2 separate regions of the Mus musculus genome follow, and region 2 is linked to region 1. A link is a contact called in public promoter capture Hi-C data. All regions are on one chromosome and are shown on one strand. The core of a region is the stretch at or near the end of the contact, and the rest is flanking DNA. Distances in the headings are between cores, read along the strand shown.

The links. Promoter capture Hi-C pulls out the DNA fragments that hold promoters and counts their contacts.
Region 2: a contact with region 1 is called in a promoter capture Hi-C map of pre-B cells, with 3 times the contacts expected there. The contact joins the promoter of Dcbld2 here to the promoter of Cep97 in region 1. A contact is called at or near these places in 2 of 39 promoter capture datasets (liver and pre-B cells).

Annotation. Positions count from the first base shown.
Region 1 is chr16:55,931,673-55,938,779 of GRCm38.p6, forward strand. It overlaps Cep97 (centrosomal protein 97), which reads right to left and starts at 3,176. Exons shown (of 11, transcript NM_028815.4): 1 at 3,081-3,176. The coding sequence starts at 3,123.
Region 2 is chr16:58,406,750-58,413,559 of GRCm38.p6, forward strand. It overlaps Dcbld2 (discoidin, CUB and LCCL domain containing 2), which reads left to right and starts at 1,786. Exons shown (of 16, transcript NM_028523.3): 1 at 1,786-2,202. The coding sequence starts at 2,007. It overlaps 4930461C15Rik (a long non-coding RNA gene), which reads right to left and starts at 1,782. Exons shown (of 4, transcript XR_384912.2): 1 at 1,423-1,782.

The DNA.
Region 1 (7,107 bases), core at 1,926-4,425:
TGCTGTTGTTTTCAGACAGGGTCTGATGCTGGCTAGGCTGGCATAAACTATGTATCCAAGGCTAAATTTGAACTCCTGATCTTCTTTCCCCCAACTCCCAAATACTGGAATTATAGCTATCATCACATCAGACCCTAAAACTTACTTTTTTATATAGAGATCAAAATGTTTATAACCTAACTTCAAGTACATCTTCAAGAGCCCAAAGTCGTGTGCACGGGAGTGGTGGGCAGTGTCTATCATGCATGCCCAGGGAAGCCAGAGGAGAATGCTGGGTGTCCCGTTCTGTTACTCTTTATTCTCTTGACCCACTCTCTCAGTGGGCCTTAAAGCCTAGCGCTGGATTGGAAGTCAGCAACCTCCATAGCACTAGGTGCTGAGCTTTTCCATGTATGCACTAGGTGCTGGGGCTTTGCCCATGGATGCTGGGGATTTGAACTCCAGTCTGCACACTGTCACTTCGAGTGTTCTTACCCACTGAGCCATTTCTACAGCCCTCACTTTGTTTTTCAAGGCAGGATCTCTCACTGGCCTGGAGCTCATCAAGCAGAGTAAGCTACTTGGCCAACAAGCACTAAGACTCCGCCCATGTCACTTTCCCGGCACTTGAGACCACAAGCTCCTGCCACCAAGCTCCACCTTTTACTTGGGTTTTGAGGATGGAACTCGGGGCCCTCATGCTTGTCACATACAGCAAGCACTGTGCCAACTACTCTCTCCCAGCGACTTCGAAGTCATTTTGAAAATCACAGTGTAGATAATTAATCGATGGAATGCAATGATTTTCTAATTTCACAAGGTTGCAGGCAGCACTAAATAAAGCACTTGTAGCACAAAGTCAGACTGTAGCCCCTACCCCCCACACTCCCACCCCCAACCCCAGCTAATCACAAATCCAGACTGTAGCCCCCCACCCTTTTAATCACTTCAGACAAGTTTCCTTCTCTTTTTATCATTTATTTTTCAAAGTCTGAAACACCCAAAACTAAGGTGTTGGCAGGTTTGATAACTGAGACCCCTCTCCTAGAGGCTGGCTGACTCCTCGCTGTGTCCTCCCATGTCTTTCCTCCAAGAGTCACTCTCTTAGCCTCTCCCCTCTCCATTTCTTCTTTGAGTTAACTTTTCTATTCTACAAGACATAGATGACAGCCAGGCGATTTTTAAAGTGCCAACCTCTCTTCACTTTCAAGGTCAGCTCCGTCTATCTAGTGAGTTCTGGGACAACCAGAGCTACATACTGAGACCCCCCTGTCTTGAAAAAACAAAACAAAACAAAACAGCTAGGCAGTGGTGGCCTTTAATCCCAGCACTCCGTGGCAAAGGCATCTCCTTGAGTTCAAGGCCAGATTAGTTTTCTGAACCAGTTCCAGGACAGCCAGGGCTACACAGAGAAATCCTGTCTTGAAAAACAATGGGCTGGAGAGATGGCTCAGCCGTTAAGAGCACTGGCTGCTCGTCCAGGTTCTGAGTTCAATTCCCAGCAACCACTTGGTGGTTCACAACCATCTGTAATGAGGATCTGATGCCCTCTTCTGGTGTGTCTGAAGACAGTGACAGTGTACTCACATACATAAAGTAAATAAATCTTAAAAAAAAAAAAGGCTGGAGAGATGGCTCAGAGTGGTTAAGAGCACTGACTGCTCTTCTAGGGGTCCTGAGTTCAATTCCCAGCAACCACATGGTGGCTAACAACCATCTGATGACCTCTTATGGTGTGTCTGAAGGCAGCTACAGTGTACTCATATAAATAAATAAATCTTTTTTAAAAACTATAAAGTTGTTTTTTTTAAAAAAAAAAAAAAAAAGTGGATGAGCCACGTGCACAGCACAGCTCACACCTTTAATCCCAGCACTGGAGAGGCAAAAGCAAGAGGATTTCTTTGAGTTTTTGATCAGTCACAGCTACATAATGAGACCATGGCTTTGAAAAGAAAAAAGAAAAAGAGTGAGAATATAATATAAACATTGTTCTACATAAAAACATGAGATAATGGGAGAAAGGCATCCAAAATATCATCTGGCTCTTTGGGGGCGGGGAGAATGGCTCTGTAAGTGCTTATTGCTGCTGTTCTCGGTGAGCTAGGAAGGTTGAGAAAAGAAGCTATCAGAGTGGGCGGGGCCTGAGTAACTGCCAATTTCAATTTTTCGATCAGACTGGAGCTACCTTGGGATGTAATTTTTCGGTTCTGCGCTCCTAGAGGGTTTCAATGCTTTTCGGTTTTCTTATCACGTGAGGCGTCGTGAGCCCCTTCTTCGAGATGAAAACTAGACTGTCCTGGAAAAGCGCACCTAGCGTCCGCACACAATTCCTAAGTGTCGACACATGTTTTAGCCGAACTCCTTCCCGTAGGAACTCAAGGGTCTCCGGGTTATGAGCCTCAACTCTACCTACCCTGCTCTGCCCCAATCGGGCCAGCTGCTACCACGCCTCAGAGTGTAACCAAAACAAAAGCTCTGAGGTCGGCGCCCCACGGAGGCATCTCCCAAGCACAGGCGCACCCCCCAACCTGGGCTCTGCCAAACAAAGACCAAACTCGACCCCGGGACCCGGCCTGCAGAATGATCGGGGAGCAACGCGTGTCTGGGTCATTCTCAGATTCTACCACGGCTACTGGTCACTTCCAAAGAAGAGTTCAAGCAGACTGTGATGCGGTTTCAGATGAGATGCTTCCTGAACGTTCTCGGACGAGAAGGAGAGGCACGGGAAATAAAAAGGCTGCACTAATTTCCTGTGGGCACTCGGAACTCAAAGTAAACGTCCCAGAAAGGTCACCGCAGTCCGAAGCCCACTGCCCCCAGTCAGGCTAAGGAGAGCGCGGGACAGGGGCGCCGGGCACCGCGAAGGCTCCTGGGGACTGAAGTCCCTCATTCAGCCTTCACAGTAATGTTGCGGGACTGGACCAGACAGCGGGACTACAACTCCCAGTAGGAAGTGCGCCTCCGTGTTGCTTACAGCCCCTCATCAAAAGAACTGGTCCAAAACTGCACCTCTAAACCCAGGCTTTCTCTTTACACCAAGCAACTGTTTAATATGACATACTGAAGTAAACTTTGGAATTTAGGGGTAGGGATCATCGTACCTTCTCCCGGAGCCAGAGCCCCGTCGACTCGCGCCACCGCCATACTTGCCGCTTGCTAATGACACCAGGCAACCGTCTTCTGCCGTTCTGTAGAGCATGTAGTCAGCAGTGGGGCGCTGCAAACTACAACTCCCAGGATGCACAGCACTCACTCGACCCAATTGGCTCCCTGATGGGACTTGCTGGCTACAATGTGGGAGGTAAAGCTTAGAAGACCCGGGTTGACACCTAAAGTTGATCTGGTGAGCAAGCTGTATTGTTAGATAAACCATTTCACTCCAGGGCCAGGTGTTTGAGAAATTCGACACTTTTACCACCTGGCACATTATAAAGACGTTGTTTAAAACTGAATTTGAGAACTCATTGCCAGAAGTCTCTATGGCAGCTACCCATTTTGACAATTCTGAATTAAGTTTAAAAGGTTTTAGCTTCTCTATAGGAATGACAGTGAAATATTTTGACATAGTCAAATGGATACGTTATATTTGCAATTTACCCAATCTTACCTAATTAAATAGATTTAAAGCCTCAGAAACTGATATTTTTGTTTTAAATGGTGGTTCTTACACATTGAACAGTTTGGTCAAGGAGTATATTTGATACATATGTACCCAGAACTTTTTCCAGAGTATTCAAAAAAGTTTAAAATAGTTTCCAGAGTCAGGAATACTTACTTTACCTGGTTGGGAGGGCACAGGCTGATCTTTTTTTGATTTAACTATGAACTCGGTAATCGGGAACTAGAAATTACAATCTTTGGACAAAACTTGACAGGGGAAGTAAAATTAAGCTAGGGTTTACAAGGTAACTCAATCGTACAAAGGGGGCTCCACTTTCTTTCATCAACTGCTCAACGTACTAAAAGCTACTCTTGGTGTTCGAGAAATTCAACACTTTTACCACCTGGCACATTATAAGGACATTGTTTAAAACAAACTGATGTTGAGAACTCATTGCTAGAAGTCTCTATGGCCGCTACCCATTCTGACAAGTCTGAATTAATTTTAAAGGGTTTTAGCTTCTCTATAGAATGACTCGCTATAAGGCTCTCTCTGAAGTCTGAGGATTCCTGTTCAGGAAAATTCAGTAACTTGGTGCTTCTAGCTTTTCAGGCTCAAAATTCTAAGAGCATTTCCTCTTTCCTGGTTCCCTTTGGCATCACTGCCCTTAAAGACCTTTCTGTTTCCCATTGCTTTAGTCTAAAGATACTTTTCTATTTCTGAAGAAACAATAAGAATTCCCCCCTTCATTTTAACCAGTAGACACCTTACTTGGAGAACAGTCTTACAACTTTATATGTCTGAAAACAAAGCAAGCCTGTCGTGGTGGCCCAAATTTTAATCCCATCAGTTGGGAGGAAGACTATATATTGTTAGATATTGGAAGAGGCAAGCAGGAGGATGTCTGTGAGTTCAAGGCCACCTTGGTCTACATAGTGAGTTTAATCATAGCCTGAGCTATGCAACAGAGAGATTCTGTCTAAAAACAAAACAAGTACACATGTACACACACACATCAGACACACACACACACACACACATCAGACACACCGGAAGAGGGCATCAGATCCCATTACAGATGGTTGTGAGCCACCATGTGGTTGCTGGGAAATGAACTCAGGACCTCTGGAAGAGCAGCCAGTGCATAAATTAAAACAATTGGAGAGGATGAAGAGACAGCTTAGCCAGTAGGGGAGTTTGCTGCCAAGACTGATGATCTGAGTTCAAGTCCCATAACCCACACAGTAGAAGATGATCACCCACTCCTGAAAATTGTGAATTGTGTTCTGAGTTCCACATGTGTGCTACCTCATTCATGGAGAGAGAGAGAGAGAGAGAGAGAGAGAGAGAGAGAGAGAGAGAGAATATGTAACTTAGAAAAAGGAAGGGCCAGGAGAGAAGTATGCCAAGTCCAGCCTTGGCCACATAGAGGCACCTTGTCTCAGAAACAAAAACAAACAAACAAAAAAAAAAAACCAAATAACAACATCAGCAAACAAGAATAACCCAGAGAACCCCTCCACAGGGTGATCACATACTGGGGATGACCATGCAGTTGTGTCCGGCTTTTCATCACTGAAGAGTGTTGTCGTTCACAAAGTTCACACGAGAAGCACTCTTGTCTTGTTCACTGTTTTTGGTTTTGGGTTTCTGAAACTGTTAGGGATCAAACTAGGCTCTCTTCATCTGAGGCAAGCACTTAACCACTGAGATACATCCCCAACTCAAAGAAAAAAAATTGTTTTAAACTTTTCTGTATTTTAAGGTTTTTTGTTTGTTTGTTTTTACAGAAGCTTTGCATTTTATGAGGTCTTATTTGTCAATTTTTTAATTAATTTTTTTCTTGGATATTTTCTTTATTTCAAATGTTTTCCCCTTTCCAGGTCTCCCCTTCAGAAACCCCCTATCCCATCTCCTGCTTTTTAGGCTTTTTTGAGACAGGGTTTCTCTGTGTAGCCCTGACTGTCCTGGAACTCACTCTGCAGGCCATGCTGGCATCAAACTCAGAAATCTGCCTGCCTCTGCCTCCCAAGTGCTGGGATTAAAGGTGTGCGCCACCACTGCCCAGCCAAAGGAGGTTTTTCTTCAGAGGAAGAGGAAGGGGCTGGTGAGATGCTCAGATGTTAAAAGCTCTTGTTTTGCTGAGGAACAAGTCCCCGCACCCACACTTCAGTTCCAGGGGATCAGATGTCCTTTTCTGATGTCTACAGGGAACCATGAAAATGCAAAATGCACATATATACATGCCGGCCAAACATTTACACACATAAAATAAAAACAAATATTTATACAAAACTGTTAATGTTTTTAATGAGGAGAATTGTGTCAGATAGTTTGAGTTACAAGAAACAAAAAAGAAAAGAAAGGAAAAAGGACAAGATGCTAAAGAGATGTTTTAATGGTTTAAGAGCACTGGCTGCTCTTCCAGAGGACCAGAGTTCAGCTCCTAGCACCCACATGACAGCTAACAACCATCTGTAACTCCAGTCCCAAAAGATCCAACACCTTCTTGTGGCCTCCATAGGAACTACAAGCATATAGGGCACAGACAGAACACTGATACACATAAAATAAGAATAATAAAATCACACGTGCACACACACACACACACACGAAATGATTTAAGTGTGCTTACAACTTTACATCAGGCTGCATTCACAGCTCTATGACAGCACTTGTGGCTCACTGAACACAGGCAGGCCCCCAACAGTCCTGCTCTTACTTCCTTAATCTCCAATTACTTTTCCCAACACTGCAGCCCCATAAGTGACGCCATGCACCTTCCTCAAGGAAGCAGACCCAACAAGAGGGACGAAGTGGTACATCCTATGATCACTGCACATGAGAGGCAGAAGTAAGCAAAAATCTCTGTCCCAGCCTGGTCTACATAGTAAGTAGCAGAATAGCCAGGGCTACATAGTGAGACTTTGTGTCAAAAAGAAAACAGAAAAGAGAGAAGGGGGGGGGGGAGAAAGTAGACTCAAGGCTTGTTCTCCAGGCTTTACACAGATACACACATGGATGCCTAGTGAGTAAGCGCTTACTGTTTTCACACAAGTCATCGTCTCAGAGGTAGGTCTACTGTATGGCGCCTAGACTGGCCTGGTTAAGTGACATTCAGTATAGCTAAGGGAAGGTAAGGGAATATTTGGTTAGCCTTTGTTTCACCGGATTGTTTGTTTGTTTGTTTGTTTGTTTGTTTGTTTTCCTGTGTTGGTGGTGATCACACCAAGTCCTTAACATCATGGGCAAGCAATTTACCATTGAGCTACATCCTCAGTTTATAGGAAAGGGTTTTTTAAATATTTATTTATCTAATTGTACATGAGTAACACTGTAGCTGTCCTCAGACACACCAAAAGAGGGCATCAGATCTCATTACAGATGGTTGTGAGCCACCATGTGGCTGCTGGGAACTGAACTCAGGACATCTGGAAGAGCAGTCAGTGATCTTAACTGCCAAGCCATCTCTCCAGCCCTATAGGAAACATTTTAAAAACAAAAGTGGAGATGATTATTTCTTATTT
Region 2 (6,810 bases), core at 536-3,035, 2.5 Mb after region 1:
TGGGGGTGGGGGGTGGGCTTATTGTGTGAGAAATATGCAAGAAACTTGAAAAAAAATGGCTTCTAGAGTCCTTTCCAGCATTTGGGTTTTCTTCTGAAACACGGGTGTGAGTGCTTTACATGTTTAGGACTCTCACATGTATTCATGAGTTCCAGAGCCAATTCCTACATACTTCTCACACTGACATTTGTACAACCTGCTTTTCTATAGCCTCATTTATTAGCTGTATATCCATATCGATTTATTTTGTTTAAAAGGCATGTATTTTATTATTTATTTATTTATTTATTTATTCATTCATTTAGTATGGGGGTGGGAGGGGAGATGTTCCACAGTGCACATCTGGAGGACCATGGACGACTTGCAGAAGCCAGTTCTCTCCTAGCAACCATGTAAATTCTGAGGATCAAACTCAGATCGTAAGGATTGTCAGCAAGGGCTCTTAACCAATGGCCTATCTCTCTGGCTTTGCATCCCAGTATAGGTGCTTCTCAGCTTATGATAAGAGTCACATTTGATAAACCCACCATCACTTGAGAACACGTTAAGTCAAGGGAACATTTAATACACTCAAGGTAGTAGACATCCTATGCCAGTATCAGTTTGCTGTACAGCATCCGTTGCTTAGCGTTGAGAAGACCCAGCTGCCAGAAATTATGGCTTGTTAAAGGCAGTCATCAGCAGGACAGGGCACAGCAGCAATACTGTGAAAAATCAACCACCATAAACTGAAAGGTAATACAGATGCTCTATAGTTACTTCCTTTGCTATGCAAACTGTTCTATCTTACTAAGTCCCTGTTTGTTAAAGGTACAATACTTTTTTTTTTTTTTTTAGGGAGTCCCTAATTAAAAATATCCCTGATGGTTTCTCTTTATAAATCTACTGTCTAGTTCTGTGGATTCTTCTTTAAAGACTGCTCTTTCTTCTGCCATACTGCCTGCTCAAAAACTCCATCAAATTGCCTATTATTTGAATTTGTACTTGTTTCATTCTGACGTGCATGATGTACTGACATTTCTTCCCCATTCCAAAACCTGCAAATTATCTATAAAGTGGCTCTAATTCCTGGGACTTCTCTGAGCACAATTTTACAGATAGTGGACTTAAATAGTCTCAGCAACACGGGTCTTATTTTATACTTCCTCTCCAAAGTCCTAGAAGCTATCTTTGCAAAAACTGAACACTACATTTGTAATTGTACCCGCAGATGTTGCTGCAATTGACTGCAGTTTTAATTAAGAAAAACATACTCTGCTATTTAAAAACAGTCCCTTAAATACAGCTCCCAGCTGAAATCTTCCAGCATCCAGCCATCCCACCCCTTCCAGTGGCCTGATGTTCGACGGGGGAGGAGCCAGGAGCAAGCAGGCTCTGGGAAGCTGGAGAGCGCGGGATGGGGAAGTCCCGGAAGTCACTGACCAGAGAGTCTCGGCGGGTTCTCTCTGGGCAGTGGTCCCAAAAACTACAGGCTCTTCAGCGGGGCGGGGACCGCTCCCGGCCCCGGCTTGGGGGCGAACCCGGATCGAGGGAGGCGGGTGGGACGCTCCCAGAGGTCCAGGGCGATTGGCAGACGCGGATGAGGGGCGGTGGAGCTTTAGGAGAGGAGCTAACAGGTCGACAGAGCAGACGGCGTGATGATTGGACGGCACGGAAGGAGCTGGACCAGATCTGGCCGCTCATTGGTCTCAGCATGAGGAGGAGGCGTGGCCAGCGCGCGCGGGAGGGAGGGAGGGCGAGAGAGCGGGGCCGGCCCGCCCGAGAGACGGTCGGTCTACGAGCGCGGCGGGAGCGCGTTCCAGCTCGGGCCCCGGTGCTATCCTCCGATCCGCCGCGCTCCGGCCTGGGGTCTCGGGGCGGGAAGCTCGGTGAAGCGGGCGCGGGGAGCAGGGCGGAGGGGACGAGGCGCGCTGCGCTGCCGCCCGGTCCTCACCGGGTGCTGCGGGCCCCGGGCGCGCGGGGCTCCGCGGCGCGCGCACTATGCGGGCGGATTGCCGGCCGCCGCGATGGCGAGCCGGGCGCCGCTGAGAGCCGCGCGCAGCCCCCAGGGTCCCGGAGGCCCGGCCGCGCCCGCCGCCACCGGCCGGGCCGCGCTGCCCAGCGCCGGCTGCTGTCCCCTCCCTCCTGGCCGCAACTCCTCCTCCAGGCCTCGACTGCTCCTTCTGCTGCTCCTACTGCTCCAGGACGCTGGAGGCCAGCAAGGTGAGTGGTGGCCCGCACCGGTCGGCCTCCTGAGGCTCTTGGCTGTTGGAGGAACCTGCCGACGAACCCAGAGATGCAGAGACACCACACTGGCGAGGCTGATGTGGCGGGGACCGGGGCGGGGTGGTGGTGCCGCCCGGTGTCTCAAGTTTGTGTCGCTTTACTTTTCCGCAAAGCCATTCATTTCTGTGAAAGAGGGACGTATGAGACCCTGCCGTGGAGGCCTCCTTGCTGTCTCCTTCTGGACTGATGGACGGAGTCGGGAGCAAATTAAAAAGCATCTTGAGCTTATTAAAGACAGGCAGGGATTGCTGTTCTTAGGGATAGCGCCCAGGTTCTAACGCGAATGAAGCAAATTGCAGTGCTCTCTAGAGCCTTGCTTACGTTTGCAATTCGTTCTTCAGAGCACCTGCCCATTACTGAGGACCGTGGTTTGTAGATTGTCTTGATCAAACACAGAAGTGGCCCAGAGTAGCGGTCCACTACCAAAAGCGCAAACTTTCTCAGAAAGTGACAAAGCTTCTTTTCCTTCTACAATCCCATTCCAGAAGCGGGAACAACTGTTGGTTGATAAATCATCAACAATAGAAAGAGAATACAGGACTGAACTTTTTAGTGTTGCTGCTTTGGGCAGCGTACCACATTCTGTTTGGCTTTATTTCTTCCATGGCTTTTCTTGTTACTAATTGCTAGGGAGAGTTTCTTGAAATACGTTTTCCATTTCTCAGTTCAGCTTCCCACTGTGTGCACTTTTTGTCAGTAAGGAATATCTTCAAGGTCATGGGATTGTCTCTTGGGAAGGTGCAGCCTTGATGGACGTGTGAGAGGTAATCGCTAAGAGAAAAACGTAAACTGTCCTCTTTAATAGTCACATTTAAACTGAGCAACCTAAGGTTTAGAGGTCTAATAGGCAGATTTCAGTCAGCGCTTACTGTTTTAGAGTGTGGAAGCCTCTGAAGTTTTGGCATCTATGTGTGTGTTTTTCTTTCTCGTGGTGGGGAGACAGACTTATATGGCTACAGAAGCTTAGTGTGTGTGGGAGGCCCGGGACTAAGTGGTTTGTGTAAATCAGTGCATTTAACACACAGCTTGGTGAGTTAGTTATCCCGTTCCCAGCAGAGGGAAACCGATGCACAGGGAATACAGCATATTTTAATGTAGAAAGGAATATGACCATTTAAGCAGTCCACTGTGTTTGAACATTTCTAGATGGCTTACATCTAGAATTTCACGTCATGTTTAAAACAAATCTTCGAGTAACAGAGTCAGCTATATAGGACACCATTATCTTTTGGAGTAGTCATTCCCAGACTGATGTAACATGCAACATTATCTTATTTTAAATGATTTTTGAATCATTTTAGTCAGCATTGTAACAATATATTTCTTCTCCCATTGCCAAAAGATTCCAAAATAAATAGAAATAATTTTAGAGAGCATAAAAAGACATGATTTTTATTTCTTCAAAATCGGGTAGTTTTGTTTGTTTAATACCTTTGTATCAATTTTCTGTCTTGCTCATATGTGAATGCATGTCTCTTTCATAGACTAAGTAAATGAACCAGAAACACACAGTTTTACAAAGGGAAAGCATAATGTATTTATCAATTATTAAACACGAGTTACTAAGTTAGTAAATTAAGGACTAGTTTGGTGAGTATCTGAAAATTCAGAAATTGTATGAGATGAGAATTCCCTGATTTTTAAAAAATCTCTCCCTCTGAGGGCCCTAGTACTGCTTGCAGTGAAATTTCTTTGAAGTTAGTCTTAACTAAGATAACACATTCCTTCAGGGTCAGCTGACATTCCCTCACTCAGGATGTGAATCTCTTAAACACCTCTAGCGATTTTAATATGAGAATGCCCATGTGTTCCAAGGTGGACTTTGTACTCTCTTAAGAAGCCTTGGGAAGAAGTTTGGAAGGAATAATATAACCTTATCAGTTGTCTCTGAGTGATAGAACCTTTCCAAATGTCTGCTACTAGCATGTAGTTATAATGAAAAATAAACTGAAGAAAATAGGCTGGCTGAATCAGTCTTGCTCCCCACGGAGCCTACCCAGGTAGACACATATTCCGTGTCCATGGGAGTGCGTAAGTGGGTTTTTATCTTCCTGACACTGTTTTGAAATGATGCTCTCTCTTGCCTTTGTTCTACTTAAGGCCATACATAGCTCTTTCTCAGCAGATTTCCTGCCAAAAGTGATTTTTCTTTCTGCTTGGCTTAGAATAAAGTTCATCACGTTTTTGAAAACCTAATTCTTCACAATGATGTATCATAACTATCTAATATTCTTTAAATTATAAATAGACTTGGTTTACTTACATATATTTATAGTATAGACATTTTAGATGTAGCTTATATACATGAATTCTAAAATTCATGGTAAGTTCACCTTCAAATCTTTATATTAAGATCATTTTCAAAACCTTTTTTAAAAAATACATCTTTTTAATAAAACTGAAATTAGTAGAGCTTAGCCTGATTGCATATTTGCTGCTGTAATACATTTTCATAATAAGCAGCTAATACTCTACTGTGATAGAATTTCTATCTCCAGTTTACATTATGACTAGGAATTTGGGTCACCTCATCTCGGTAACTCAGCTTCCTCATTTATATTACAGATTTGTCTACCTTGTGGGCTAGAATGTGACTTGGAAATGATATGATACCAGAATATAATTAATTTTTAAAATCCATTAAGAGTGATTTGTTTGCAGCCATTCATATGGCATGTTGTCAAGGACATTGATTTTGCAATTTAATAACCTATGAAACAGGTCAGGTTGATTCTTTGAAAGAATCATTTCAGTTAAACGGTAATACTTGTAGTTTATGTGGAAAAGTTTTATTCTGGTAAGCAGTACCTTCATTGGCTTGTGTGATGCTAAGGAAGTCCAGAATTTAGAAACTGTCAGAAATGAAGAACTTCTTCCTCAGCAAAGAAACATTTATAATTATCCATACTAGGTAGATTTAGAATTTTCTGTCTTCTCTTGGTTTGACAAAACATGCCGCACAAGCCAGCTTGCCATCCTAGCTCTTGGCTGAAGCAGGGGAGTCAGGGCTTTCTGATTAGCTACCCCATCCATCTTGTGAGACCCTACCTCAAAAAGCTCTCAACCAACCACTCAACCAGTGGTTCTCAACCTGTGGCTCCCAGCCCCTTTGGGATTGAACAGCCCTTTCATGGGTTCACATATCAGATATCCTGCATATCAGACATGTACATTACTGTTCATCATAGCAACATTGGAGTGATGAAGTAGAAACAAAAATAATGTTATGGTTGGGGTCAGCACAGCATTAGGAACTGTTTTAAAGGGTCTCAGCATTGGGAAGGTTGGGAACCACTGTGCTAAACCAAAACAGGGCTCTTTTATGTAGCTCTAATCTGAGGCTGTCTGTCTGTCTGTCTGACTTTTCCTAATCATTCTCAGTTTAGGTCATCCCTCCAAATAACCAAGATATGGAAGTAGGTGCCCGATATTTGCATGTGTTTAATTCAGGTTCAACAGAGTAATTTATGTAGTTGTAGTCTAACGAGCAATATGAATATAAGACTGAAAATGGTGACCCTGGATTAAATACATACAAGTAGACAGTGGCTGTTTGGAAGGGTGTGGAATGCTGGCCTAGGATGAGGAGTGGTAGATAGTCCCACTGCCCAAATGTGACTGCTGAGACAGGAAGTGAGCCAGGCTAAGCAGTGTTTCTTGTGGGGTTCCTGCTTTGTTTGGTTTTGGATAACTTTCTCACAACTTTGCAGCCACAGCACTTCATATATATCCTAGAAAATATTTTACAGAAGATAGTGTTAATATAAAGCAAAAATCTCAGATGGTAACGATCCACAGATGTCTTTTATTTTATCAATTTTTCGTCCCCCCTTCTCTAGTCACATAGTTCCATAATTTTAACACAGGCAAACATATTTATAAATCACCAGCAAATTATAAAATGTAAAATTTTATCACAAGGAATTCACTTTTTATGAAGCTGTCACATCACTTAAGCTTGCATTTTCAGTATTTTCTTTTACATTTTATTAAATTTGTCATTCAGGAGAGAATGTTTAAGAAAGTATTTCACTTGAAAATGTTAGTTTAATAAAGTACATCATGATAACTTTCCAGGTCATTATTTGGACTAAATCAACATAATTCAAGAGCATGGGAAAGTATTCAGATAGGCTAGTTTTAATGAAAGCCAGTATATGGTGACTTCTATTCTCTGCAAGACTTTTGTTAAGTACCTTTAACTTTTGGGTTAAATTGTATTGTTTGGGATGTGTGAGGAGATACCAGTATTCTGTTGAATTTTCATCAAGAACTGGGAGTGGGGTAGCCACCCTGCACTCTCAGGAGAACATTCATGTGCCATTCAGTACAACCCTGTAACATTCAGAGGAGATAAAACATCACCTTGTCTTCAGACACTCCACAAACATTGAGTAAGTGATTATGTTCCACTGAGTGCCATGCACAGTGGTATGGATTACAGGAGACATTTTACAATGACTGGGGAAGCCGAGACTTTGCTGATACGTAGTTTTAGGTGGCTGGGCTTTGCAGGATTGGCAGATGTTTGAGAAGTGGTGATGG